2 separate regions of the Zea mays genome follow, and region 2 is linked to region 1. A link is a contact called in public Hi-C data. All regions are on one chromosome and are shown on one strand. Each heading gives the region's core, a stretch centred on a gene start, on an enhancer-like site or on the middle of the called end of the contact. The rest is flanking DNA. Distances are from core to core; before and after follow the strand shown. Region 1 has its middle 24 kb from the start of TRNAE-CUC. Region 2 holds the start of LOC100281836.

Region 1 (6,558 bases), core at 2,271-4,770:
CAAGCGTGGTCCAAAATGTTAAAAGAAAGAAAGCAATCCATGCATATCCAATGAAAGAATAAATTGGTTTAACTCCAAGCAACCTTTGCACTTACCTTATGCAAACTAGTTCAATTATGCACTTATATATTTGCTTTGGTTTGTGTTGGCATCAATCACCAAAAAGGGGGAGATTGAAAGGGAAATAGGGTCAAACCTTTTCCTAAATGATTTTGGTGGTTAAATTGCCCAACACAAATAATTGGACTAACTAGTTTGCTCTAGATTACATGCTCTACAGGTGCCAAAGGTTCAGCACAAACCAATAAAAAGATTGAAGTTAGGGTTCAAAAGAAAGGAGCAAAAGAAACCAAAGAGAACCTTGGTCTGGCGCACCGGACTGTGTCCGGTGCACCAGGGTGGATCGACTTCAAACTCTTCACCTTCGGGTTTCTGAGGCCGCGCTCTGCTATAATTCACCGGACTGTCCGGTGTGCCAGCGGAGCAACGGCTCCCAAGCACAATGGTCGACTTCAACGGTCGGCTGAGAAGTGAACAGTGCGCGGACAGTTCGCGCAGAGTTAGAGCAGCGCCAGAAGGCGCACCGGACCAGTGAACAGTGACTGTCCGGTGCGACACCGGACTGTCCGGTGGCCCAGGCTGTCAGAGCTCCAACGGTCGAAACCGTCATAACCCTAACAGTTGGGTGACGTGGCTGGCGCACCGGACTGTCCGGTGCGCCCATCGACAGCAGCCCTCCCCAACGGCTATTTTGGTGGTTGGGGCTATAAATACCCCCAACCACCACCATTCAAGACATCCAAGCATTCACTACTTCTCATTCAATACAAGAGCAATACACAACACTCCAAGACATAAATCAAAGCCTCCAATCAAATCAAAGTCCACAATTCAACTCTAGTTTTTAGGACCTGCGAGAAGATCGACTTGTGTTCTTTTGTTGCTCTTGTTGCTTGGTTGGCTTTCTTCTTTCTCTCATTCTTAATCTCAAAGCCTTGTAAGCGAAGCAAGAGACACCAATTGTGTGGTGGTCCTTGCGGGGTCTAAGTGACCCGAGAAATCAAGGAAGGAAGCTCACTCAGTCTAGGTGACCGTTTGAGAGAGGGAAAGGGTTGAAAGAGACCCGGTATTTGTGACCACCTCAACGGGGAGTAGGTTTGCAAGAACCGAACCTCGGTAAAATAAATCACCGTGTCATCCGCTCTATTTCTTTGGTTGATTTTTTCGCCCTCTCTTTCGGACTCGGTTATATTTCTAACACTAACCCCGACTTATAGTTGTGCTTAAAGTTTATAAATTTCAGATTTGCCTATTCACCCCCCTCTAGGTGACTTTCAAAAGTCAAATAAATTAATAATATAATGTTCACAATAAGAATGAACTAGATCAGACAACAATTTCTTTCAAAATAGGTACATGTATTTCATTTGTAGTGGATATTGTGATAAAATGGAAACACCAAATCTTTCTCCAAAAAATCCAACATGTGACTTTGTGATGTTGTTTAGGGTTCCTCCCCCTTTTATTATTCTTAATATTAGACACTGGGTCTGTGTAAGTGAGTTTCAGTGAACTGGAAGCGCGTCGTCGTTGTTGGAGTAGGTGCAGTTTAGTGAAATCTATCATACTGCTGCTAAATCTATCGTTGATGGAACTCTAGCTGACGGTGAACCGAGGACCACCTCCTTTATGCATGCGTCTGTGCTAGCAGCAAGCTGGTGCCAAGGGCGAGAACGTCGTTATGAAGGTGTCCGGGGACAATGGTGCAAACCACTTATGGAGGTGTGGAGTTTGTGAAGGTGCCGCCACTGTACCCACTGCCCTATGTAGGGGATGGACCGCTAAGCTAAGCTAAGCTACCTCATCGCCAATATGGCCTAGCTCCAATGTTAAACTCGGTTGCGTTACATCTGTCAGATCATCGGGTACGTACATGTTTTGTACGTATGGTAATTATCGTGTATATTTGTGAAGTGTATAATGTCAGGACTGAATGTCTATGAGTTTCAAGATTTCTATGTTTTTTTTGTCCACTCAGTATATTCGGGCAAAAAACTTTTTCCTTGAATTTGATTTTTTTCATTTATTCTTAGTAGTACTAAAGCATGCATGGAAGTTATTAATAAAAGAAATGTATATAGAAAAGTAAATATGTTTGTGTGTGGTAAACTTTGGAATGTAATGTGCGAATGGTCATATGGCTTGAAGATTTCACATAATAATCATGCCATCTTTGTTGCAATCTTTCCACCGGCCCCAGCGTGTTTACACCATTCTCATTTAATAGGCTCATTTCCCACACAATCGATACGAGCAGTCCACATGTCACACCTCCGTGGCTGGCACTCTTTCTCCGCCTCCTCGCTCCCTCTCCGCGCCTCGACACCCTACTAAAATTAATAAGAGATATGAATTATGCAAGTAGATGTGACAAAAAATAGTAATTGCATCAATGGTCAATGGTCATATATCCCACATAAATATCGTTTTCATGTAATCGTTGTCCCTAACATTTTATCGAAAATTTTGTGTCATTGCATCACTAAACAATGATCTATGCGTGCACAAGTGTCTCCGTTGCAACACACGGATATATACCTAGTGATTCATGAAATGTTTTGTTGCTGCTCAATGTGAAAAGACTTAAAATCCGTAGATATCTCAATTATTGTCGGTACATAATTGTTTATAGCTGAATTATTGTTTACAAGTGTATAATGAGTAAAACCCCGCATGTGACCTGAAACCCGACATGTTCGGGTGTGGGTTTGGAATGGAACCTGCGAGTACGATCGTGGGCAAGTTTAGGTGGACTTTGAGGGTGCGATCACGGGAGGATTTTTGCTCCACCCGACCCAAATCTGACATTTGCCATCCTTACCTGCTGGTACTGCATCGACTATCCACCGGTGCCCCGATGTAGAAGGTAAGAGTGTGTTTGGGTCAACTTTTTTAAGTAGGTTTAGCTTTCTAAACCAGATTTGCTGTTATTAAACACAGAGGCTTAAGAGAAATGTTGGGGTCTCTCTCCCATCGATCTATCTATTGGCCCTAAAAAATGTTTGAACAAAGACACGTTAGTTGCCCAATAACGAGTAGATTCTTTCCGTGTTACATAAAGTTTTGGGCCACGGTAACTATATCGCTGTACAATATATACCTCAAGAGCTTAATTATGTAAGAAAAGAAATATGGTATACATATACGCAAATAATAACATGCCATTCTAGCGTAGTGCTCAGTCAACCCATTTTAGATTTAACCGGATTTAATTAAAAACTATTTATAATCTTAAACAAGCCATTAATTTTTTTCCAAACAACGTCTGATTTGGTCAAAAAAAAAGAAATTCCTTGTTCATAGGTCTTATTTGGGCGCCAAATAAGCACAATGAACAAACAAAATTGTTATTTAAATAAATATATTTTCAAATTCAAACATAGTCAAACCTGGCCAAAATTTGGCCTCAATCCATAAGGCCTCTTGCCCTCTTCTATCCACCTGGCACACCAGATGATGCCTTTTATGGCCCAAGCCCATTTTCCAGAACATGCCTTCAATGGGCCAAGCCCATTTTCGAGAGAACAAGTGCACAAAAAAATCAAAAAAAAACTTTTGTTGCAAAGACTTGAACCTAGGTCTCTCAGGTGAAAGCCGAGTATCCTGACCAACTAGACTACAACAGAACATGTTCTTTACTTTTCTCAGAATTAGTAATCCTGTAAATTTGTTATGAATTATGATGTTTCGTGCGTAGCCAGATTATTTAACGTTTGGAACCTCGTGTGATTAACAACGCGTTAAACGCGCACGTCGATATGCAGTCCTTTCTCTTCTCCCCGATATGGAAAAAAAATATACGTGCAGCATTCTTGGATTTCCTAAATATAGGTGTGCAGTGTGCTCGTACGTACGTGTACTTGTGGTGCTGCTGGTGCACCACAGTGTACGTCTTCGCAGCCACCGCCGGGTCGTGCTGCTTGCTGCTGGTAGGTCGTAGGGGATGTGGTTCGTGATCCAATGGATGCGGTTATATAGGTATGGATGAATATTTTAATCTTAGCTCCAACCCGTACTTTCGTAGTTGTGGGCACGAGTTTCTATTTTGTGATTCGTGTTCGGTCTAAAATTTAATTCATTTTTTATTTTATATAAATATAAAAATGATTAAGATATAATAGTAATTATTTTGAACAAGTGACTTTGTCTAATGATTCATAAAATGTTTTTTGTTGCTCAATGTGAGAAGTCTTATAATACGCATATATAACTTAATTATTGTCGGTATCTAATTGTTTATAGCTGAATTATTGTTTACAAGTGCATAATGAGTAAAAATCCGTATGTGACCCGAAACCCGAGGATTCTTGCTCCACCCGACCCAAATCCGACATGTTGCCATCTCTACCTGCTGGTACTGTATCGGCTATCCACCGGTGCCCCAATGTAGAAGGTAAGAGTGTGTTTGGGTCAACTTTCTGAACTAGGTTTAGCTTTCTAAACCAGATTCGCTGTTAAAATTTTGAAATCTCAATCAAATGGGTACAACAACAGAATATGTTCTTGAAAATCTATAGATTCATTTAGTTCAATTCAAAATTATCTCATGCCCTATATTTTTTAGAATCATGTCATTCATGTTACCAACATATCATGTTCTAGAATCTAGAGTTGACAGTTATATCAACGAAACATATTTTGCCTTTCCTACAACTGTCAACTTAACAACTTTCTTATAGCTTACCGCTAGAATTAGATTTTCCAGAAATCTAAGTCCTATACAAAACGAACCCTAAGTGGTCGTTTGCACCCAAGGGGTGATGCTTGTAGGGGCCACGGTCATGTGGTAGCAATAAGGCGACGACAACCGAATTATGCGACCGCGGAGGATGAACCGAATCCAAATTGCAAGCGGATACCGTTGAGATGGCCAATGGTGAAAAATATGTCACAACAACACTACACACCATTTTCAGCGGCCAAGGTTATTTTCGGCGGCCAGGGCTTAGGCGCCGAAAATAAGAACTTATTTTCGGTGGCTTCTGACACAGCCGCCGAAAACACGATTATTTTCGGCGACCGCTGACACAGTCGTCGAAAATAACAGCTTATTTTCTTCTCTTCTTCTCCTTCTCGCTCGGTCGCCGCCGTCCACCGCCGCGCCGCCCGCCCACCCCGCCGTGCCCGCCCCAGCCGCAGCCACACCCCCGTCGAGCCACGCCCCCGTCGGCTCCGTCCCGTCGTCCGCCGCCGCCCTCGGCTCCCGTCGACTGGCCGCAACCGAGCCCTCCTGCTGCCACCACTCTGTCGTCGTCGCCGAGCTCTTCCCATCAAGAGGTTAATTTTTTGCGTATTTTATTCCATGTTTTCGGCGACCGTTATTTAGTTGCCACCGGAATTAGTATATATTTGTAATTGTGTTTGTTTGATTACTGCGTGTGATTAGTATTATTGTTTAGTTCGATTTCATTAATGTATTAGTGGTGTTGGGGACTTGTTCTCAAATGCTAAGAATTAAGAACAAGGCAACATAAAAAATGTTAAGTGTTAAGGTCCTTCGTCCTCCATAACGATATATCCCTTCGGGATATAAAGCATCTCGGACGAAGGTTACGAAGGACAAACCTTCGTAAGCATAACAACGAAGAATGAAGCATTCACATAAATCATAGAATAAACATTTAAATATTGTCATAGAATTATCTATACTTGTATTAATGAATACAAATGACTTTGATTTACAAATATACCTTCGGTCTTGTGGAAGGCAGAAGTGCAAGCGTGGTGCGAAAGCAAATGACAGGATCACGTGAATAGTACAGAGGTACTGTTCATCTATTTATAGGCACAGGTCGCAGCCTGTGACAAATTACAATTATGCCCCTTGCGAAAGTTTATAGCATTGACTCAGACCTATATGTGTAAAAAGGTCATTCTATCTCTATGTCGGTTCAAAACGCCGAAGCTCCATGAAAAGGGACCTTCGGCCATCTCTTGGAGACGTCTTCAGCCGAAGCTGCTTCTTCGTGTGAGACCTTCGGCGCACCGAAGCACGACCCCAACAGTAGCCCCTTTCGCGGTGCTAGATCGTTCTTCGTAACGAGCTTGACCCGTGAAAAAAGCCTCTTCAGCTTCGGGAAGCCGAAGGTCCAAAAAAACACCTTCCCTGAGCTCGTTGCGGAGAAGCGATCCGACTTCCGAGCGCATGTCGGTCCCACCTTGCAGAGTTACTGTTTGATCCTTGCGGTCCACTGCGCAGCGGGTACGAGTTACTGCGCGCCTGGTGTAACAATTCCGCCGCTTCGCGTTCTTACCTGCAGCACTATATAAACTGACAAGTAGTTGTGAAGTTACTACAGCATTCATTGCTATTTGCACTGTTTTGCTGCCGAAATTTTTCATCATAGCCGAAGCTTAAGTCCCAAAATCGAACGAAGGTGCTTCTCAACGTCCGCTTCGTCAGAAAGAAGAGCTTCGGAGAGAAGAAAAAAGTAAAAAGTTTCTGACTCCCCAAACTTAAAATCAAATGGCGAGAATTCGATCTACTGCCAAAGTTGT
Region 2 (6,558 bases), core at 1,146-3,645, 200 kb after region 1:
AATCTACGGAGATGAGAAAAGTGGTAACACCTGAATTTGGTAGATATTAGAGAAGAAATTTTATACCCCCAAATTCAGGGTGTTACATAGGCTCTATAATCATAGCGTGTATAGATGCATGAATAAATAAGGTGAGCCTATGAGCTATGCGTTTCTTCCACTCCTGATACATGCCAATCAAGTGTTTCTTTGAAACAACCTTCACTGGCATGCTTTGAGGAGCTTGCATAGCCCTTCTGAGGTTTTGCCTTTGCCTTTGCCTTTGCCATAGCCATTGCTACTCTACTGCCATTTTGTGGTGGCTTCGTAAAAATTCCCCCTCTCATCCCCTGATTATTACAGTGCCCATGACCCCTTTCTCTGGAGGGACCTTTCTTCCTTTAAGACTAGAAGTTGGCGTGTGCTTTATGCATGACCGCGTGCCGAATGGATGCTTCTAGTAGTTCTGCATCAGAAGCTCATTCTGAGCCTTAGCACCAAGCAACATGTTGACGAGGTCACATTATTTGTGTACTTGTTGCTACAGTACTGCTGTTGGAGCACCATATTGGAGGGGTAGAAGGTTTGGAGAGTTTTCTCGATCATCTCTAAGTCTATGGCTATCTGGCCACAGAAATGTAGCTGAGCGACAATGCGATGGATGACAGTGTTGTAAGCCTCAACTGCATTGAAGTCGAGAGTGGCCCATTCATGTTGCGCCCGCGGGAGCATCACATGCTTCTCCACACTGAAACACTCACATAGCTCTGTCCACAATATCATATGGTCTTTCACCTCTGGATACTCCATCTTCAGGCCTGGATGGATGTGGTGCCCGACGAAGATCGTAATTTTTGCTTTCTCATGAAGTTTCAGGCAAGTGTCATTCGGGCCCTACCAGAAGATCTCCTTTCCTAGCTATATCGCCTCTAGGTGAAACTTGCAGTCGTTAGTCTAGGTCGGTTAGTTCTTGCCATTGAGGACAAGCTCCACGAATCAATTCTGTTGTCTTCAACCATAGTCCGTCACACAAAATTAACTTTAGGTTAATTAGGCGTGCTAATTATCAATAATAGAAATTTAAATAGATAAATTGCATGACCCACGGGAGCCGGTCCAGGGCGTGCTGACGAGGCGTGGCTGAAGCATATGCCGACGAGCTGCGCCCCAGCTGGCCGAGCAAGCGCGACCCAGTGCGGGGTGGCGCCGTGGGCTGACGCAGCGTGAACCATCTCAGCTCGAGATGGCGTGACCAGCAGCAGGGCATGGGTGCGTGGGTCAGTGTGACATCAAGGCGCAGAGTTGGGGGCGCCGACATAGTGTACGACTAGAAGCCGGCATGACCGATCTATTCATGAACGCAACGTGTGGGCCACCGGTGGGGTGGGTGTGTAGTGCACGCGACTGGCGCACGAGCCTCGCCATCGGGGTGATTCGTACGACCCGCGGTTAGTAGGACATCGATGGCTTTTTAAGTAAAAGTAATAGATTGGATATATTAAGCAGGTCAAATCATCAGGATTTAACATGCTAGTGTATACATAAATCAATCTACAATATGTATCTGACAGTAAGAAATCACTCTACAATATGTATCTGACCGCGAGAAAACAATCTAGTTTGAACAAAATCTACTAAACAATTGTCTAGAGCGGTCAAAAACGACATACCGTGCTTCTTTATTCAGCGAACGGAAACGAAGCCTATCATGTAAGACAATTAGGCAAGGCGGGAGGACTTGCTGTGGTGCAATTTCCAAATTCAGACCTTGAACCCTCTCCTCAGCAATGGAGGGCTTATTCTCTTTTTGTCGAGGCAGAAGCACAAAAAACTATTTCCTTGTTATATAGAAGACTAGAGCTTCTCGTTTGATATTAGCCCACATAAGATTTTTTGATAGTATAAGGCCATCTCCAACTGATCCCCTATTGTATCCTCTATTTTATTCCTATATTAAACGCAACTCTGTAAATAATATCATCTAAAATTCTGTGTTACCTATTTTATTGGATAAGTGAGTCTAATATTTTGATCCAAACAGCGCTTAATCTCTTCCCTTGCTGTAAGTTCTCGACAGATTTAGCTGGGTTAAAATTCAGACTCAAAGACATATAAATTGATGGGCTGGTGTTATTTCCACGTGGGGGTGGACCCCTCACGGGCCGGGCCGCATTCTTGGCCAACCATGGGCTATCCGCAACATTGCAGACTCCGGAATCCGGATTGGCCGAATGGGCCCGGCAGCCGAAAATGAAAAAGGAAAGGATCGACCCTCTAGCGCGATCGATCCCCGTGCGCTGGGGCCCAAATTAGGAGAACCTCAGTACCCCACGTGATCCACGGTCCGCCCGCCGCGCAAGCTGGGCCACGGGCTCGCGGGCGGGCATGCGCCGGTTCCGCGAGCGACCACCCCGCCATCCGCGGAGCCTGCCCTGCGCTGCCCACCGCTCCTCCGCCTACTCCGGCCTCAGCTAATAACGATGGGTGGTGGGAGCCGAGCCCTTTCCCTCTCCTCCCTCTGCGCCACCACCCTCGCCGCCGCCAAGCCCCCACAGCACCCCGTCCCCTTCGCCCCGGCTCACCGCGCGCTCCCCCACCGCCTCGCCGCCGCCATGTCCTCCTCTTCCTCCCCGACCCCCGCCGCATCGGTGGACGCCGGTGCCCCGGCCCCTTCGGCGTCCAACGCCATCGACTTCCTCACGCTCTGCTACCGCCTCAAGGTGAGCGACTGAGCGCCCCTGTTTAGTCGCTTCGCATTTCCACGGGCCGGCTTGGTTGAGATGGATGGAAATGTGACGCGATGGATGAGATTGTGGATGTAATTGCAGACGACCAAGAGGGCGGGGTGGGTGAAGCGCGGGGTGCAGGCGCCCGAGTCGGTGGCCGACCACATGTACCGGATGGGCGTCATGGCGCTCGTCGCGGCCGATCTACCCGGCGTCAACCGCGACAGGTGATCCTGACAGTTTCGCTCTCAAGTCTAGCTCGGCAGTATTTAGCCTTCTTACGGTTCCGTTTTCATACACTGTTTATTTATCCCTTCAATTACAGGTGTGTCAAGATGGCGATTGTGCACGACATTGCAGAAGGTATGGTCTCAAAAGACTTCCGTCTAGACGGCTTCACTGAAGTTTTGGGGCTTTGTGTGAGATGAGGGATGCAATTTTGTGAATATGCGAGCCTATTACTACCTGAGATGTTGGTAGATGGTAACTAGACCACTGGACTGGAGACCTGTAGTAGGAATGTAGGATGTGTGTTCAAGTACTTGTGCCAATTAGTTGGTTCTTTGACCTCTGCTAGCCAAAGTGTAAAACTTTAAACTATGTGCACATTTTCCTATTTTCATTCAGAAGCATGCTCAGCTTAGAAATGAACACATGATTTTGCCCTCCGCTCATATGGACTCTTGCTGCTGTTCCTAAGCCAGCTTGCCTGTTTCTGGAACTAACTGCCTATGAGGATGTGGGTTCAGTTGACTCATTTCAATTGTTTTTTCTTTTGGTACTCCAGCAATTGTTGGTGACATCACCCCTTCTGATAATGTACCCAAGGAAGAGAAGAACCGCAGGGAGAAAGAAGCATTGGACCATATGTGCGAGCTGCTTGGTGGTGGTTCAAGAGGTGAATACTGAAACTTGCAATTGTGATACATTAGCATTTTATGCTGTAGTTAATTAGGCATCTTATGCCTCAAATTGTCTTTTCATGATTTAGTTATATATGAAATGAATGTGGTGCTATTGCACACTGGCATCATCTTTCTAGATTACTCAATAGTCTAGACTTAATGATCCCATTATGTGTGCATAGTACCATAGTTTCAAGGAAAAAAGAACAATATGTGGATGCCAATGAATTTTGTGAATACAATACTATAGTACTTGCAGGTCATATACATATTTTATTTTACCCTTGAAAAGCTATTCATCTGTTATTATTATTTCTTAGATGGTCATTTTTCCATCCGATACTTTTCACTTCCATCAGGGAAGCAGATCATAACCTGGCAATTATTTTGTAGAAATCCAGCGGGCAGCTTTTGTTCTTATTTTTTGATACATAGTTTAAATAAGTATTGGATAATTCTTAGAGTATTCACATCCCTTAGTTAGGTGTCAAGGAAACTCTTGGTAACTTAAAATCACTCAGATTATTTCCAGAGAAACTGTTATTTATACTTCTCTTTTTCTTTTTATAAGGTGTATTAGTGTTTGAGAATTTCATTCAAAGATATGCTTTATCCAATAATTTCCCTTGCAATATATGAACTCAATATATTATCAATTACTACAAAAGCAATGTCTCACTAAAATGCATGTGAAATATGAATCTATAGATTTATCTTTGTGCAATAAATATACAAATATTTTGACTAGTTTCATTGACTTTTTTGAATCCTTACGCCCTACATTTTGAAATGGAGGTTGAAAAGATAAGGGATGTTTTTGTAGAAGCCAAAACCGAAGAGTTTATATTCAGCAAATGTTGATGACTATGAGTTTTGGAATTTGAACATGATATTGTAATTGATGGTGATAATATTATTCCATCTCTAATGATTTTCTACCTTGAAGCATTATGGATCGTAAATTATTTATGCTCAAATGGCTATCATAGCATCCAACATTTTTTCCCTAAGAGTTTCACAACATAGAATTCTAGTATTCTGGTTGTGTTCTCATTATTCATATCATTAATCGTTAAAAAATATTGGAGAGATCCAGCATCCCTTACATGTGAAGTGAACCTTTTAGAACTAAATAAAGTATCTTAGCAGCCTTTTGGAAACAGTTTTTCATGCAGGATAAAAGGATGTTCTCTGTACAGGCGAGACTAAAGAGTTCATGTGATCTTTGACATGGTATATATAATAAATACTTGCCTTTATCTGCATGCTGTTGTCTTGCAGCACAAGAAATTCGTGAACTTTGGATGGAGTATGAGGAGAATGCGTCTTTGGAAGCGAAGGTTGTCAAAGATTTTGACAAGGTACAGTTTCATATTTCAATCCATCAAGTTGGTGGCATGATTGCAACGTCTGTCTGAAGCTATCAGATGGTAGTTCTTGTGATCATTCAATAGGCAATGCATATAACTGGCAGGATATTTAACTAATGTAGGCAATCATTATGATTTATGGCCCTAACCCATATGGCTCCACTTCTTCCTTTTCCTTTGCATGCTGTAATCCTTTGTTGCACTGTTATATTTCCAGGTTGAGATGATACTTCAAGCTCTGGAGTATGAAAAGGGTGAGTTCATACTGGTGCTTGAATATTTGAACTAACATTTCCCATGCACAGTAGCTATAAAGTACAAACCACAACTATTTAAATGCATTCATCAAATATTCTTGTTGTAATAACCAAATAAATGTATATAGTAAAATCAGCTCACATTTCACATTTCAAATACAGCACATCTTTTTCTTTGCATCATTTGTGCTTATATTGGGTAGGCCTGGTGTAGTGGTGAGGGCAGTCTCACTAAGTCACTATGTTGCCAGTTCGAAACAGCCTCTCTGCATTTGCAGGGGAGGCTTGTCTCGATTTATCCCATCTCAAGACCCCACTCATGTGGCAGCCTCCGCCCTAGATCTGCCCATCTGTGCTTACACCATTATTTAATTTGCTCCACGGCCTTCTGGGTGTGAGAAGTGATACATATGATCAATGTACTATCACTTAACACCTGGTGAACTCCTTGTTGATAGATGGGGTTAACAGTATCACACTTACGCCTATGTATTTTAAAATTTTCAGAGCAAGGACGGGACCTTGAAGAATTCTTCCAATCAACAGCAGGTGTGATTTTTCTCTTTCTGTTATGCTCTTCTCAATTTTCATGAGTATCCAGTACATAAATCTTGCTCTTCTCAATTTTCATGACAATCCAGTACATAAATCTTGCTCTTCTCAATTTTCATGAGCATCCTGTACATAAATTTGAACAGTTCATTTAAGCTGAGAAGGATGTTGCCATTTTTTTGGTCTTACACTTAAAAATGTTTTCCTGAGATAATATAAACATTCATCAGCAATTCAGAACATATTAGTGCCTGAATGATTATTGCTAATTGAAAACTGGACACTACCACCTATAATGGTTTTCTTTACCATGAACTGATACATGCCTATGCCTTTTATGGTTTTCTTTTATCACGTGCTTATGTTTGATCTCATTTTTACATTGTATTAGACCGTGTCCAGCAGTTCACCCACCCAAAACACTGTTTTGCACTTAGATTGCACTATTCGCAGAGTGGAATTTGAATATGGGGATGGTAAACTTAGCCTAGGCTATTAGCATTAGAGTCATTGTGTAACAAAACCATATCCCCGCACCTAATTCCCATGCAGGCAAATTTCAGACAGACTTGGGAAAAGCATGGGCAGCGGAGATTGCATCGAGAAGAAAAACAAAGTGATCAAACGATGCTCATTTTACCACGTCGGTTCCAAGACAACTTGCTGGCACAGCATTTCTGTTGAACTTTGCTTTTACTAGATGATACTTCGAGGTGGCATTGAGACGTAGGGTTGCCTTGGGAATGTGAACTTCACCACATTTCTTGGT

The links. A called contact is a pair of places that touch in the nucleus more often than the background predicts.
Region 2: a Hi-C map of ear shows a contact between it and region 1, with 4 times the contacts expected there. The contact joins the promoter of LOC100281836 here to the enhancer-like site in region 1. A contact is called at or near these places in 2 of 25 Hi-C or Micro-C datasets (ear and tassel).

Annotation. Positions count from the first base shown.
Region 1 is chr5:92,458,396-92,464,953 of Zm-B73-REFERENCE-NAM-5.0, forward strand. No RefSeq gene overlaps it. Among protein-coding and RNA genes, the nearest start is that of TRNAE-CUC, 24 kb to the left of the region's middle. Within about 2 kb of position 3,521, at least 15 of the 20 cell types and tissues checked have an H3K27ac peak or open chromatin away from gene starts, as enhancers often do. A contact at or near this core is called in ear and tassel, where this site is marked.
Region 2 is chr5:92,657,087-92,663,644 of Zm-B73-REFERENCE-NAM-5.0, forward strand. It overlaps LOC100281836, which reads left to right and starts at 2,396. Exons shown (of 8, transcript NM_001154756.2): 1 at 2,396-2,699; 2 at 2,808-2,932; 3 at 3,031-3,068; 4 at 3,493-3,603; 5 at 4,892-4,971; 6 at 5,198-5,234; 7 at 5,745-5,786; 8 at 6,342-6,558. The coding sequence starts at 2,460. The coding sequence ends at 6,409.